Regions from separate parts of the Ovis aries genome. Here region 2 is linked to region 1. Evidence: chromatin contacts called from public Hi-C data. All regions are on one chromosome and are shown on one strand. The core of a region is the stretch at or near the end of the contact, and the rest is flanking DNA. Distances in the headings are between cores, read along the strand shown. Region 1 overlaps PACSIN2 (protein kinase C and casein kinase substrate in neurons 2). Region 2 holds the start of PACSIN2 (protein kinase C and casein kinase substrate in neurons 2).

Region 1 (6,284 bases), core at 471-2,970:
CAAGTAGCGAATGGAAATCATCAAGCCTCACCCAGCCTTGGTTCTCCAGAGACTGTCATAACTACACCCCAGCCCTTAGCATAGGCAGACCTGGAGCCTGGGCCACCCCATTGCTAAGGGTACCCCTACTTCCTGCCAGTCCCATCCCCATCACGGACTTCTCTCAGGAACCGCACTGCCTCCCTCCCTCTCAGAGTCACCCTGAGCAGACTTCCGTCTCCGGGTTGTGACAGCAGGCTTTCCTTGTCTACTCCGTGTCTTGTCTATTTTGCCACATCCCCTGTCTCTTCTTTCTTGTCTCTGGTCCCATTTGTGATGATGGACTGCCTCATGAGGCTCTGGTTACAAACTCAGCTTTCTGCTCTAGAATGAAATCTGTGACTTGGCTCAGTTAAGAAGCATCTATTAAATTACACACACACACACACACACACACACACACACCATATCTATAGATATGTGTGTGTATTCATGTAAAATAGTCGTTAAAAATATGGAATGTGGCCTATGACCCTTTCTCCCAACGTTACACTTCTCTTGTGTTAGGTTTCCAGCTGCTGAGCCAGCTCTTCCCTCAGGCCCACACCTCCGTCACAGTCTCACTGCAGGTCACCTGTGTGGCTTTCTCCAGCTGTTCTACGTACAGCTATAGCCCAGACCCACCAGTGCACCTGCCTCTCTTCCCTGCTTGCTTCTCCTCCTCGGCGTTTGTCAGCCACTGCCTTACTGTTTCCTCTTTCTTGCAGCTGCCTCCCCCAGCTAGACGGTGAGCTGCGTGAAAGCTAGGCTCTTTGTCGAGCACTGTACTCCTTCTGCCTAGACGGTGTCTGACAACAAAGCAGGCACCCCGTCAGTATTCGCTGAAAGAGCTCCTCTGTTTTAACGTGCTGTGATTATGCTGGACACACGGCTTTGCACCTGATCTTCCCTGTCCTCTTAAGAGTACAGGCACTGCCCACAGTCTGTGTAACCTTGAGCGAGGATTTTGACCTTTAAATGTGGTGTTTGGGAACTCCTTCTCCCTGTAGGTTGAAGCAGCGAAGAAGGCCTACCATGCAGCATGCAAGGAGGAGAAGCTGGCAATATCCCGCGAGAACAACAGCAGAGCCGACCCGTCCCTCAACCCTGAGCAGCTTAAGAAACTGCAAGACAGAGTAGAGAAGTGCAAACAGGATGTTCTTAAGGTAAATCGTGCGGGTTTTTTTGCATGTTGAGAGCACGTGCCTCACCCGTGCACGTGTCTGGCGTGTGACGAGCCTTTGTCACTGCTCAGTCAGATCCATGGACAGATGGCTGCATCAGTGAGATCACCCGTCACCTCACCACAGCCCTGAGTGCCGCCTCAGGACAGGGCGGCACTGAGCACTGGGCAGGCAGGGGTGTGACTCCTGTGCGTGGCGGGCAGGGTGCGGGGTGGCCGGGGTGGCCGCAGGCAGGAGGCGGGAAGGACTAGCTTGTGAATGTCAACGGCAGGGAGCTGATGGGCGAGCTGGTATGGAGGGCTGTGAGGACCGGTGGGCTTGACAGGCCAAGTAAAGGCTTGGGACATTGCTGACAGAGAGCTGCTGGAAAAAGCTTTAAGAGCCTGGGAAGGGAGGGCAGATGTGAGCAAGGGTTCCGGAGCCCTTAGCTCCCAGCTTGGCCCCTGGCCCCACTCCCATCCTGTGCCCTCTTCCAAGGGCTGGTGGTGGCTGGAGGCTGTCACCATCAAGGGCCTGCCCTGCTGCAGTGTCCACAGAAGGAAGTCCCAGCCTGGTTTTGGAGAGAGAGGTGAAGTTAGAGATGAGCTGAGCACTGAGCTTCAGGACTAGGGCATGATGCCCAGAGGGGAAGCAGGGGTCCTGAGCCTTAGAAGAGCTGCCGAGGGAAATAGGGGAATTAGGCAGCTGCACGTCTGTTTTGTGGTGGAGGAAATGGAGGAAGCTCGGAGCGGCCGCCCAGCGGTGTGACCATGAGAGAGCTGTGCCCTCTACGAAGCTCCTCACTGCTGCCCCCAAGTGGGGGCAGAGACGCTGCTCCAGAAGCAGCAGGGCCGGGCCTGAGGCCTGCAAAAGCTCAAGGAGGGCCACTCCCTGCTCAGAAGGCCCCGTATTGTCGTCAGCAACAGAAGAGCAGAGAGCAAAGGCCACCCCCCGATCCATGGTCAAAGCCCCTTTCAGGGTCTTGAGAGTGAGAACGACTGTGATAAATGGGTGACCCCAGCCCCACCATCCCTCCCTCCACCGTAGGAAGCTCCATCACGCTGATGGTCCCCTTCACTGTCAAAGTCATATGTTGGGGGGCGGGGCAGGGAAGAGTGTGTGGGTTTCTGACCTCATGCACATCCCTGCAAGGGAAACATGCTAACTTTAGACTTGTCACACTGTCCCTAAACACCCTCGAGAAAAGGCTACACCTATGTTCGTAGTTTGTTTCTGGTGAAATCCCCTCTTGAGGACAGTTGGGAAGGAATAACTGTGTGTCGGGGGGTGTCATCAGGGAGGAAGGTGGTGTCATGGGCTGGAGGAAAGGGAACCAGGACTGTCTGAATGTCTTGGTGCAGCTCAGTGCCCATTGTCTGTCACCTTAAGTATCAGGATACTGTGAAGTAGAAGTATTCTGTTTGCTGAAAAGGAAAGTGAGGCTCCCAGAAATGCACAGCACAGGTCTCCGTGGAGCTCAGAGCCCTGTGGTCCTGCCTTAAAGGCAGCTGGGGAGCCACTGCTGCTGTGGGCAAGACCTGGGGCACAGTCCTTCCCCATGCGAGAGGGGCATGGTCACTGGCTCTGAGGGACTGCCTCTTCCCCAGTGGCTGCCTTCTGGGTCTTACTCCAGCTGAGAGACCTGGCAGATGCCAGGAGTATGGTTGTGTTTCAGAAGTGGAGGGGCTGGAACTTGAACTTGGAGTTCTGTCAGACTCTGGAGCTTGTGCTCTTCAGGTTTTGGAATCTAGGGGGGATAGGGGACTGAGACACTTTTGCCAAGGGTGCCTTTGGAGGTAGAGAGGGCCTCAGGATGAGCCTGGGAGGCCTGGCTGTGTGGGGGGTGGGGAGGACTGTTCACAGTCCAGCCTGGGGGAGAGGGGAATGTCCTTCAGGAGCCATGTGGGGTCTGAGTCCTCTAGGCAGAAACTTAGGTGCAGAGGAGACAGACTGGGGTGCTTCTTGGGTGCAGGGTCACCCACAGTGGCAGGCTTCATGTTGTCACCCGAGGAGTAGTCGAGCTGTGATGGATTTGGACCTGGTGGAGGGAGATGATGCCCCAGAGGTGGGCAGGGTGGTGCAGAGCCAGGCTCGCTCGCTCTCGGGCAGAGGGGAGCGGGCTGAGTGGAAATGAGTCTTCATTCGCGTGCCTGGCCCCTGTTGTAGAGCAAAGAGAAGTACGAGAAGTCCCTGAAGGAGCTGGGCCAGAGCACGCCGCAGTACATGGAGAGCATGGAGCAGGTGTTCGAGCAGTGCCAGCAGTTCGAGGAGAAGCGCCTGCGCTTCTTCCGGGAAGTCCTGCTGGAGGTGCAGAAGCACCTGGATCTGTCGAACATGGCCAGGTGAGTGTCCTTCGCCAGGGAGCTCGGGGTTGCTGCTCTCCAGACTGTGGGGAGGGGTGGGGGTGGCCTCAGAGCCCGCCTGCGGCCCTGTGGGGTCCTGCCATCCAGGATGGCTGCTTGCTGGCCCAAGTCTGATGGCCTCCTGCCACGCTCTGCCAGCTCCGGGTGCAGAGCTCTGCGTCTGGGCAGGGAGGGAGGGCTGCAGCTTGGACTGGCTACAGTGACACATTTGAAATCAACCCGGGGGCAAGTCCAGTAGTCCCCCAGCTGGTGCACCCAGGCCAGGGGTGGCCTTAGTGTGAGGACTTTCACAAGCTCCTTCCCATCCAGAGCAGCTGCCTGCCAGCCTGCTGCTGGACTTCCAGGGCCGCAGGGCCTTGGGCAGCACAGTTCGCGAGCCTCATTGCTGAATGAAGACACAAGGCCATGATATTTCTTCCCCACTTCCCTCATCTTTGGTCCCATGACACCTTCATCAGGGCAGAGGTCTGTGCTAACCCCAGGCCTCAACGTGTCATCCACACAGCCGAGCCGTTTAGAAATGACCTACAAGTCAGAGCTTGTTGTCAACAGGGAATTACCTTCTTTTTGTCTCCTTCTAATATTGAAAAATAAGAAAAGCATTCAGTTGTTCAGCTGCTGTGCCAACAATTAATGAGTCGTTACGAGTGTCTGTGCAGTCAGTGACATTATTCCCCATCTCAGTGATGAGGAAGTAGAGGCTAGGCCTGGTTTGGTCACTTGCCCAAGGCTGCCCTGCAGGCAGAGGCGGGGTGGGGCTACCAGGCTCCTCTGTGTGGAGTAACTGCCTTGCCTCACTTAGTCCTCCAAGCCACCCTGAGGAACAGATGGTCTAATAGTGTCCTAGGGCCGCCATCGTAAAATGCTGATACCTGGGCAGCCTACAACAACAGAAATTTATTCTCTCGCAGTTCTGAAACCAAGGTGTCAGCGGGCCTCGCTCCCTCTGGCAGCTCTGGTCTAGGGGAGGGTCCTTCCCTGACTTGCAGACGCATCCCTCCAGGCACACAGCCATCTTCTGGGTCTTCACATCGTCCCCTCTCTGTCCCTGTGTCCCAGTTTCCCCCTTTTTATAAAAAGGTGGGTTTTTAAATTTACAGATTACCTCTGTAAAGACCCCATTTCCCAACAAGCTCTCATCCTGAGACCCCTGGGGTGACACCAGCATTATCTTTTTTGGAGGACATGGCTCACCCCATAACAGGTGGGTTGTGCATACTGGACAGAGTGGGCACAGGCCCCAAGAGGGGGAATGACTCCCGGCCACACAGACCAGAAGCGAGAGCTCCAAGACCTAGTGTGGTGGTCCTGTCCTCACGGGCAGCTTCCTAGGGAGGCGAGCTGCTCCAGGCTGTGGAGCAGAAGCAGGAGTTCCCCCAGCTGACCGACGGCATGTGCAGCCCCCACAGCACTGGCCAGTCTTCACTTGCTGAATGTAAACCTACCAGCTTTTTTGAAGGGGTGAGGAGCAACTTTCCTGACACTCAGTTGTGGACCTGGTGAAATGGAACCACCGCAGACTGGGGCCCTTGTGGCCTAGATGCCAGCACCTTTTATATTATCTGACGCAGAACAAAACCAGGTTATTGCCTCCTGGTTTGATTTGTCAGAACCTGAAGCTGTGGCTTCTACGCCACGGCTGTCATTTTTCCCCTTCTGTGTGCATCACGGCCAGATGACTGTCCAGCGCACCAGGGCAGGCATCTGATCTGCACTGTCACGCCGACCCTGATGTGGCTGCAGGCCTTGATGCCGACTCTGGGCAGGCCCTGGCCAAGGCTGACTGGTGGCCTTCCAAAAGAGTCATGCTTTTCTCTCTGATTTAGCTACAAAAACGTTTACCGTGACCTGGAGCAGAGCATCAAAGCCGCCGACGCAGTGGAGGACCTGAGGTGGTTCAGAGCCAATCACGGGCCAGGCATGTCCATGAACTGGCCCCAGTTTGAGGTAGGAAGACCCGCTGGCCTGGGTGGGACCTGGGCCCACAGCGCCAAGTGCTGCACTTTCTCCTTCCAGCTCAGAGTTGGCCTGTGCCCTGTTGACATGGCAGCGTTTGCATACGGCCACCTTAGAGACCAAGCAGATGTTTAGTGTTCCAAGGGGCTTTGGGCACTGCTGAGGGGCCTTCTGAGTCTCTGGCAAAGGTGCAGTTATGTTCTTTGTGAGAACTGTGACGGTCCCCTGTTGACCCTCGGCATTCCCTTTGTGGAGAGGCCCTGGTGGCCCCTGCTCAGCCCTGCAGGATGGCCAGGGAAGGAGTGGCCACAGTGCTCCAGGCCTGGAGTGCCAGGGACACCAGCTCAGAAGCCGCTGGCCCAAGGCGGGAGCAGGCACGGTCTCAGAGTGTATGTTCTTACACAGAGGGTCCTTTTCTTATTTCCTTACATAAACTCAGTCAGCTTTGGTGCGGGATTAGCTTTCTTTTCTCATTTTCATGGGTCCAAGCTATCCAGTGTCTTTACACACAAATTCAAGGTTCTAGAGCCCTCAGGACTCTTCCAGTCTGCCAGTTGAGTTCCCAGTACACGGGCCCCTGAAGGCCCCAGAGAAGGCAGTGGCCACAGTCCTAGGACCTGCCCTCTGGGGGCAGGGCTCTCCCTACATCATGGTGAATCAGGGGCTGGGGAAGCTCCACGGGGCCACCGCAGCTGCCTTCCCCGGGAGGGGCTGAGGCAACCCCTCGGCGCTGGGCTCCGGCCACCTGGCTTCCTCTGACTCATCACGGCCAGAGCCCAGGCTG
Region 2 (6,251 bases), core at 3,044-5,543, 97 kb before region 1:
GTAGATAAACATGATAACATCATAAACAAAATCTTATTTTACAGTCACAGGATGACTTTCAATTTATCTGATCCAGGAGCCTGAAAGACATAAGATGATACTTTGCATTCAGAATGGCATCACTGTGGTGTTCGGGACCTCATCCTCCTGAAATGCAGGGACTCAAGGAAGGAGTCCCTGAGGGAGTTCAAAGCTTTATCACATGATAAAAAATACTTTACAATGTATCACATATGAACTCTGGGCAGGACAGGTCTTCAGTCAGAGTTTCAAAACACCCAACTTGAAAGTATTGGTTTCATTGTTGATACTTTCTCCACTTTGGCACTGATGGCAACAATGTAACCCTATCCACTTAGAAAAAGTTAGAGTTATCAGTCAGCATCCAGAATAGTGCTTCAGACTGTGTGAGGCAGAAGAATCAGCTGAGGAACTTGTGGAAAATGTGGTGATCCCAATGCAGAGAGCATCCTGGAGATGCCCACTTTGGGAAATGCTGTCCAGATGATGCTGACCATATGCTGCTGACTTTGGAAGGGAGCGGTTTCCAGGCCTGGGTGTCTTGCCCAGTGGTGCTGACTTGAGTGTGGTAGGTATGAGGGAAGCCCTGTACTTGCTGGTACAGCTTTATGTAAGCAGATGTGTGCAGGCCAGCATGGAGCAAAACTATTCAAAGGAAGAAAGGCTGGGGTAGTTGCCTCCTAGTCAATGGCACATTTATAAGGAATTCAGATCTTTATACAACTTGGCAGGGAGCACTTCATTCCAAGGTGTATCCAGAGACGTATTCCTGTGGCCCCAACAGTTAACACTCTGATGTCTCCAGAGTATTAACAGTTGGTGCACAGTACCTGTTCTCGTTTTGTTTTGTTTTTTAATCACTTTTTGTTGTTGTTGTTTGCAGTGAGCTTGGCTTAAGGGATCTGTTCCCAGGGCAGGGATCAAACCTTCAACCCCTGCAGTGGAAGCGCAGTCTTAACCACTGGACCACCAAGGAAGTCCCAATCATATATATATATATTTTTTTCTCCTGGGCTCAAACCATTTTAGCCAGGGGCTTCGGGAGAGGGTCCAAGCGCTGGGAGGATGATGAAATCTGAAGCCCTCCTCCAGGCCATCTGCTCAACTTCTCAGCTACTGAAAGGCCAACCACAAATGTTTAAAAAGAATACTTTTACAAACTGCAAAGAGGTCCTTGTAAAACCCTTAACAGCCACTGGCTGTACCAGCTATGTCCTAAGAACATCACAGGAGTGACCTCAAGAATCCTGGCAATTTCTCTAAACATCAGACTCTGTGATTATGCCCATTTTACAGCTGAGAAAACTGAGACCTGGAGTGGCAAAACAGATTGCCAGAACTGCATGGCTACTCGCAGCTCAGCTGCATGCTCCAGCCAAGAAGAACCCGCCTGTCTCCCTGGACAGCAGGATCTCTTGCCTCTGGGCCTTTGCTCATCCTTTCCATTCACCTTGGCTCACTTAAATATCACTGCCTTCAATATGGCAGGGCTTCCCCAGTGGCTCAGTAGTAAAGAATCTGTCTGCAATACAGGAGACACAGAAGAGTCAGGTTCAATCCCTGGGCCAGGAAGATCTCCTGCAGAAGGAAATGGCAACCCATTTATAGTATTCTTGCCTGGGAAATCCCATGGACAGAGGAGCCTTGTGGGCTACAGTCCAAGGGGTCGCAAAGAGTTGGACATGAGTGAGCGCCTGAACACTCACACACTCAATATGGTGACCCTCTGGGGATCACTTGGAGGCCTTTTCTAGGTTTGATATCCTTGCTGAGTCTTCCTGGAAGCAAGACAGGACTCAAATCCATCCCACACTGAATCCACAATCCACCCTATCCCCTGTCCTGCACATTCTCTAAATATTGTAATTATCAATCAAATAAGTATCTATAACAGATTTTGAATTTTTTCTTGGAAGATGTACTTGTACCACTGTACAATAACTATCTGGATATTTTAATTTTTTGGAGACTGTTTTATTCTCTGTGAAACTATTTTTTAGATTATTTTATTCATTTGATTGGGCACAGTGGTAGGGAATCCATCTGCCAATGCAGGGGGCCCAAGAGATGCAGTTTGGATCCCTGGGCCAAGAAGATCCTCTGGAGGAGGGCTTGGCAACCCCCTCCAGTATTCTTGCCTGGAGAATCCAATGGACAGAGGAGCCTGGTGGACTATAGTCCATGGGATCGTGAAGAGTCAGACATGGCTGAAGCAACTGAGCACCATTTATTTGACTGCACCAGATCTTAGTTGCAACACGTGGGATTTAGTTTCCCGACCAGGGATTGAACCTGGGTCCCCTGCATTGGCAGTGTGAAGTCTTAGCCACTGAACCACCAGGGAAGTCCCTGTAAAAGTATGTTTTAACTTGGGCTGCCTGTTTATCCCAGCTGTTTAGTGGGAAATGGCTAATAAAGGACCCGTCAGCCTTTGCCCCAGACTTAGGTAATGAGCACGTTTTTCATGGGGAGCAAAATGATGGTGACAGAGCGCAACTACATTAACTGATCAGATATCAAGCACCCACACCTGCCCATCCAGAGCGGCTCCTCTCGCTTTCACCTGATTTGCCCCATTTACTCCTCACCCTGTGTGGTGGTGGGCCCTGTCATCGCCCACATGCTAAAAACTGAGACACAGAGGTACAGAGAATGGCAGTGACTTGCTCAGGGAGCAGAGGCAGGATGGAGCTTCAGGGCTGTTTGGATCTGATAGTAGGGGGCTGGATGCAACATTGTGACATTTCTGTAGGGGTCAGAGTTGGAATGTTCACAGCAGGGAAAGGGAAGCTCTCTTGGGAAAAATCATCTGATAAGCTCTGGGGACAGAGGTGAGAATCAAAGAGCTGATCAAACTGCTGGGGAAAGAAATGATAGGAATTTTGTTTTTGTCTTTAGAAGAAAGGAGAGAGAAGAGAAGGGAGCCAGAGGCCAGAGGCCTCCCTTGGTCAGGTGGCCAGGTAGTGGGCTCAGGGTCAAGAGGCCAAAAGGGCTCAAGAGGTGTCTTGTGTTGCCAGGCAGCGCCAGGCTTGATGCCTCCCTGTGGGGTCCGGGCTGCAGGAACCCCTGCTGGCCTTCCCAGTGCTTGGTGTGATGAGGGACTGTGTGAGTGTGTGCAGTTGGAGACGGGATGATGGCAAGGACCAGCAGGCACCTGGAAAAGAGCGGGAGGCTGGAGGGAGGGGTGATGGGGACTTGTTCAGAAACCATGGCAATGACTATATCCTCACAGGAAAAGCAGGGCAAACCGCAATTTACCCAGTTCTCAGAGGCCTGGGAGACCTCAGGTGATGACTGGGTTCTGTGCACACGATCCAGAGGTATTCTGGGTGGCAGAGTGGACCCTGTGGGCTGAGTCCTGGAGAATGGCCGGGACTTCTTGACAGTAGCTGGATCTGGCACAGCCTTTCTTTCCCTCTTTCTCAATGATTATTATCACAACCACATTGTAACCGAACAAATACTTTAGAAAGGGAAAAAACCCCACTCTGTTTCTGTCCACTAGAAGAGACTCTTGTGTAAACACAGTAGCAGTTTTAAGAGTCCCTGCCATTTCTTATCCAGCTTTTCCTTTTAACATTTTAGTTTAAGCGTTTTTCCATATTGCAGCACCATCGTCCGGCCGAATTTCAAGGCGGTTGATTTGGAATCAGTATAGGCCTGGGGTACGGCTGACCCTGCTTCTGCCATTTATTTACTGTTTACCCCGGGTCGCCTCCCTCCTAGGAAATTACTTGGCCTGGGATCCCCAAACCTTCGCGTGAGCTCTGTACACGCGCGCGACCACACACCGCTCTCTGTCCTGCTTTTAAAAACTAAGCCGGCTCAAGTGAATCTAAGAAGCCCTAATGACACTGGTGTCTGTGAGTGCCATTGGAAAGGAAACTTTCAGAAAGACTACCTTCCCTGAATTCCCATTAAGCGCCGTGCCACCCTCCCTCGGCCCCCATCTAAGCGCGTCCACAAAGCTGAAACACTCCTGGATCCTGGGAGAAAGTCTCACGGACCCACAGTTTTGGAGCGACTCTGGGAAGTGACCCCAACCGCCCTCTCGTCAGCTAAGTAGGCACGCCCCTCCTTTGATGGACAGGCGAACTCACCAATGAAGCCCAGGGGAGGTCCCTTTGGCTCGCTAGGGGGCGTGCCGCCTTGGCTCTCCTCCGGCCCATTCAGGGGAGCCGAAGGTGCCGTTGGGGCGGGGCCCGACGCTCAGCAGCCAATGGGAAGAGCACAGCGGAGGCTAGGGGGCGAGGCGTTCGGGGCTGGCGGCTGGAGCGGCCGCGGCTGGGTTAGGGCAGGGCCCGGGCTGCGCGGCCGGAGCGAGGGCGGGAGCCGTGGCCGGAGCTGGAGCCGGGGCTTGGAGACGCAGTCGCGGTAGGAGCGGGGCGCGCCGAGTGTCGGGAGACCAGCGGCGGCCCAGGTGAGGGACGCGCCGCGACGGTTGGGGCTCTGCGGGATGTGTGGGTGGCGGGGACGGACGCGGGGCGCTTGTTGGCAGCGGGGCCCGCGCCCTGTCAGGCCGCGCTCCGCGCCTGAGGGCAGCCTCTGGGGCCGCGTCGCCCGCGCGCGAACTTCCTGTAGCTGAGGGAGCCGGGGGCGGGGTAGGGGTGTTGAGGGGCGTCCGGGGGCGAGTCGCTGAGGGAGCTGGGGTGGGGGACCGGTGTTGAGCGGCGCCCGGGGGCCGAGGGGAGCGCCAGAGGGGACGTAGAGGGGCCTCCGGGGGGCGCGCGGGGGCCGGGTTTCGAGGTGGGGTGCGGGGTCTGGGCGGGGAGCGGGGGGCGCCACAGGGGAGCGGACGAGTCCTCCTCGGCTCGGCTGAGACAGAAGTTGTGGAGCGGGACCCGTGGAGGTAAAAGTGCTGCTGCCCTAGCGGGATGGAAGACTCTCTGAGGACTTAGCGAGGGCTGCGGGGGTTCCCTGGAGCGCGGGGGCGGTGGGGAGCGCAGGAGGAGGCGGCGGGCCGGTCGGCGTCACTTAGAAGGCAGGGCCGGGTCCGCGGGTGTCCTGGAGGGGAGGGGCGGCCAGAGCAGGCGGGACACTTATGCGGATGCGCTGGTTTGGGGCGCTTTGAAGACCGTCCTCCATTTCCTTCCTCCCCACCCTCCCCGTCCCTCACCGGCTTTACATGGGGTGGGCGGGGGTGCGGCGTGGGGAGCAAGCCCTTCCTTGTGAGCAGGTCCTAGGGCTGGGGGACAGGCAGGAGAGAGGCTGGGGGTGTTTGCCCCGTTGGCCCAAGGGGTCTTCCCAAATCGTGCTTTTTAGAAACGGGAGCTCCCTCCCTCCTCTGGAGTTTCCAGCCGTTGGGGCATCCGGAGAGGCCTGGGATTGGAGAGGTAGTGATTTCTGCCGCTCCGTTTCAGTGGCTCTTTGAGTTTCAGCTTCCACCGGAGGGGGTTGGCTTTCTTTTCAGACGGAGTTGGTCAGGGGGAGCGAGCTGTGCTGTCTCCTCGGGTCCCACACAGCTGCAGCCTTTGAGGGTTAGGCGCCTGAGGGAAGATGGCCTTCAGGTGTGGTCTGTGCACCATTCCTGGGTCTTCCCTTTCTCTCCTTTACCCCAGTTGTCCTGTATTTCTGTGGTTAAGGAGGGTTGGCTGCTCTGAGGCTCCGGCTACTCATTACGCTGTTTACCAAACACTCCCTGGCTGTCCTGATGAAAATCAGGAGGCCAGCTCAGAGATTTTAAACCTGGGCTACAAGCAGTGAGCTCACACCAGTTTTTCCCTTTCTCTGCTGTTCCTTGGTCCCCAGTATTCCCAATATGCTGAAGGATGGGCAGGTTGGAGCCCCGGGCAAGGGAACCAAGCAGGTGGTCCCTATTGAGTGCTGGCCTTCCCCTTCCTGCCTGAAATTTCTTATTCCGCTTGAATCACCAGCCTGCCACAGCCTCCCCATAAAGTCATTGAAGGGGAACCACTACAACTGGGATTTCTCTTGTCATGTGGGAAACAATAATCTGTGTGCACTTACTTCTAGAGTTTCACAGTCTCCTGGATGAGGTTATGTTAGTTGAGATATGAGATCACTACATCAAAAACTTTTCTGTGCTGTGTTTTTCTCTTGACAATTGTCTGAGAGCTTTAAAGGAACTGGCCACGAGGCTGATGATATTTATTATGTGGGAAAGGAACGAAGCACAGAAGAACAGAGAGATTAGGTCTGTACTCCGAATTCACTTTTTGGGAGAAGAATGATAACTCATTTGAATGGAAATGTCATTCTTAACTCACACT

The links. Hi-C and Micro-C count contacts between places; a contact is called where the count stands out from the background.
Region 2: a contact with region 1 is called in a Hi-C map of hypothalamus, with 2.9 times the contacts expected there. The contact joins the promoter of PACSIN2 here to the enhancer-like site in region 1. A contact is called at or near these places in 13 of 16 Hi-C or Micro-C datasets (blood, hypothalamus, liver and 6 more).

What each region holds. Positions count from the first base shown.
Region 1 is chr3:219,621,292-219,627,575 of ARS-UI_Ramb_v3.0, reverse strand. It overlaps PACSIN2 (protein kinase C and casein kinase substrate in neurons 2), which reads left to right. Exons shown (of 10, transcript XM_060414287.1): 5 at 1,029-1,184; 6 at 3,348-3,523; 7 at 5,371-5,491. Among named protein-coding and RNA genes, the nearest start is that of ARFGAP3, 30 kb to the right of the region's middle. Within about 2 kb of position 1,720, at least 13 of the 54 cell types and tissues checked have an H3K27ac peak or open chromatin away from gene starts, as enhancers often do. A contact at or near this core is called in hypothalamus, where this site is marked.
Region 2 is chr3:219,720,966-219,727,216 of ARS-UI_Ramb_v3.0, reverse strand. It overlaps PACSIN2 (protein kinase C and casein kinase substrate in neurons 2), which reads left to right and starts at 4,293. Exons shown (of 10, transcript XM_060414287.1): 1 at 4,293-4,395.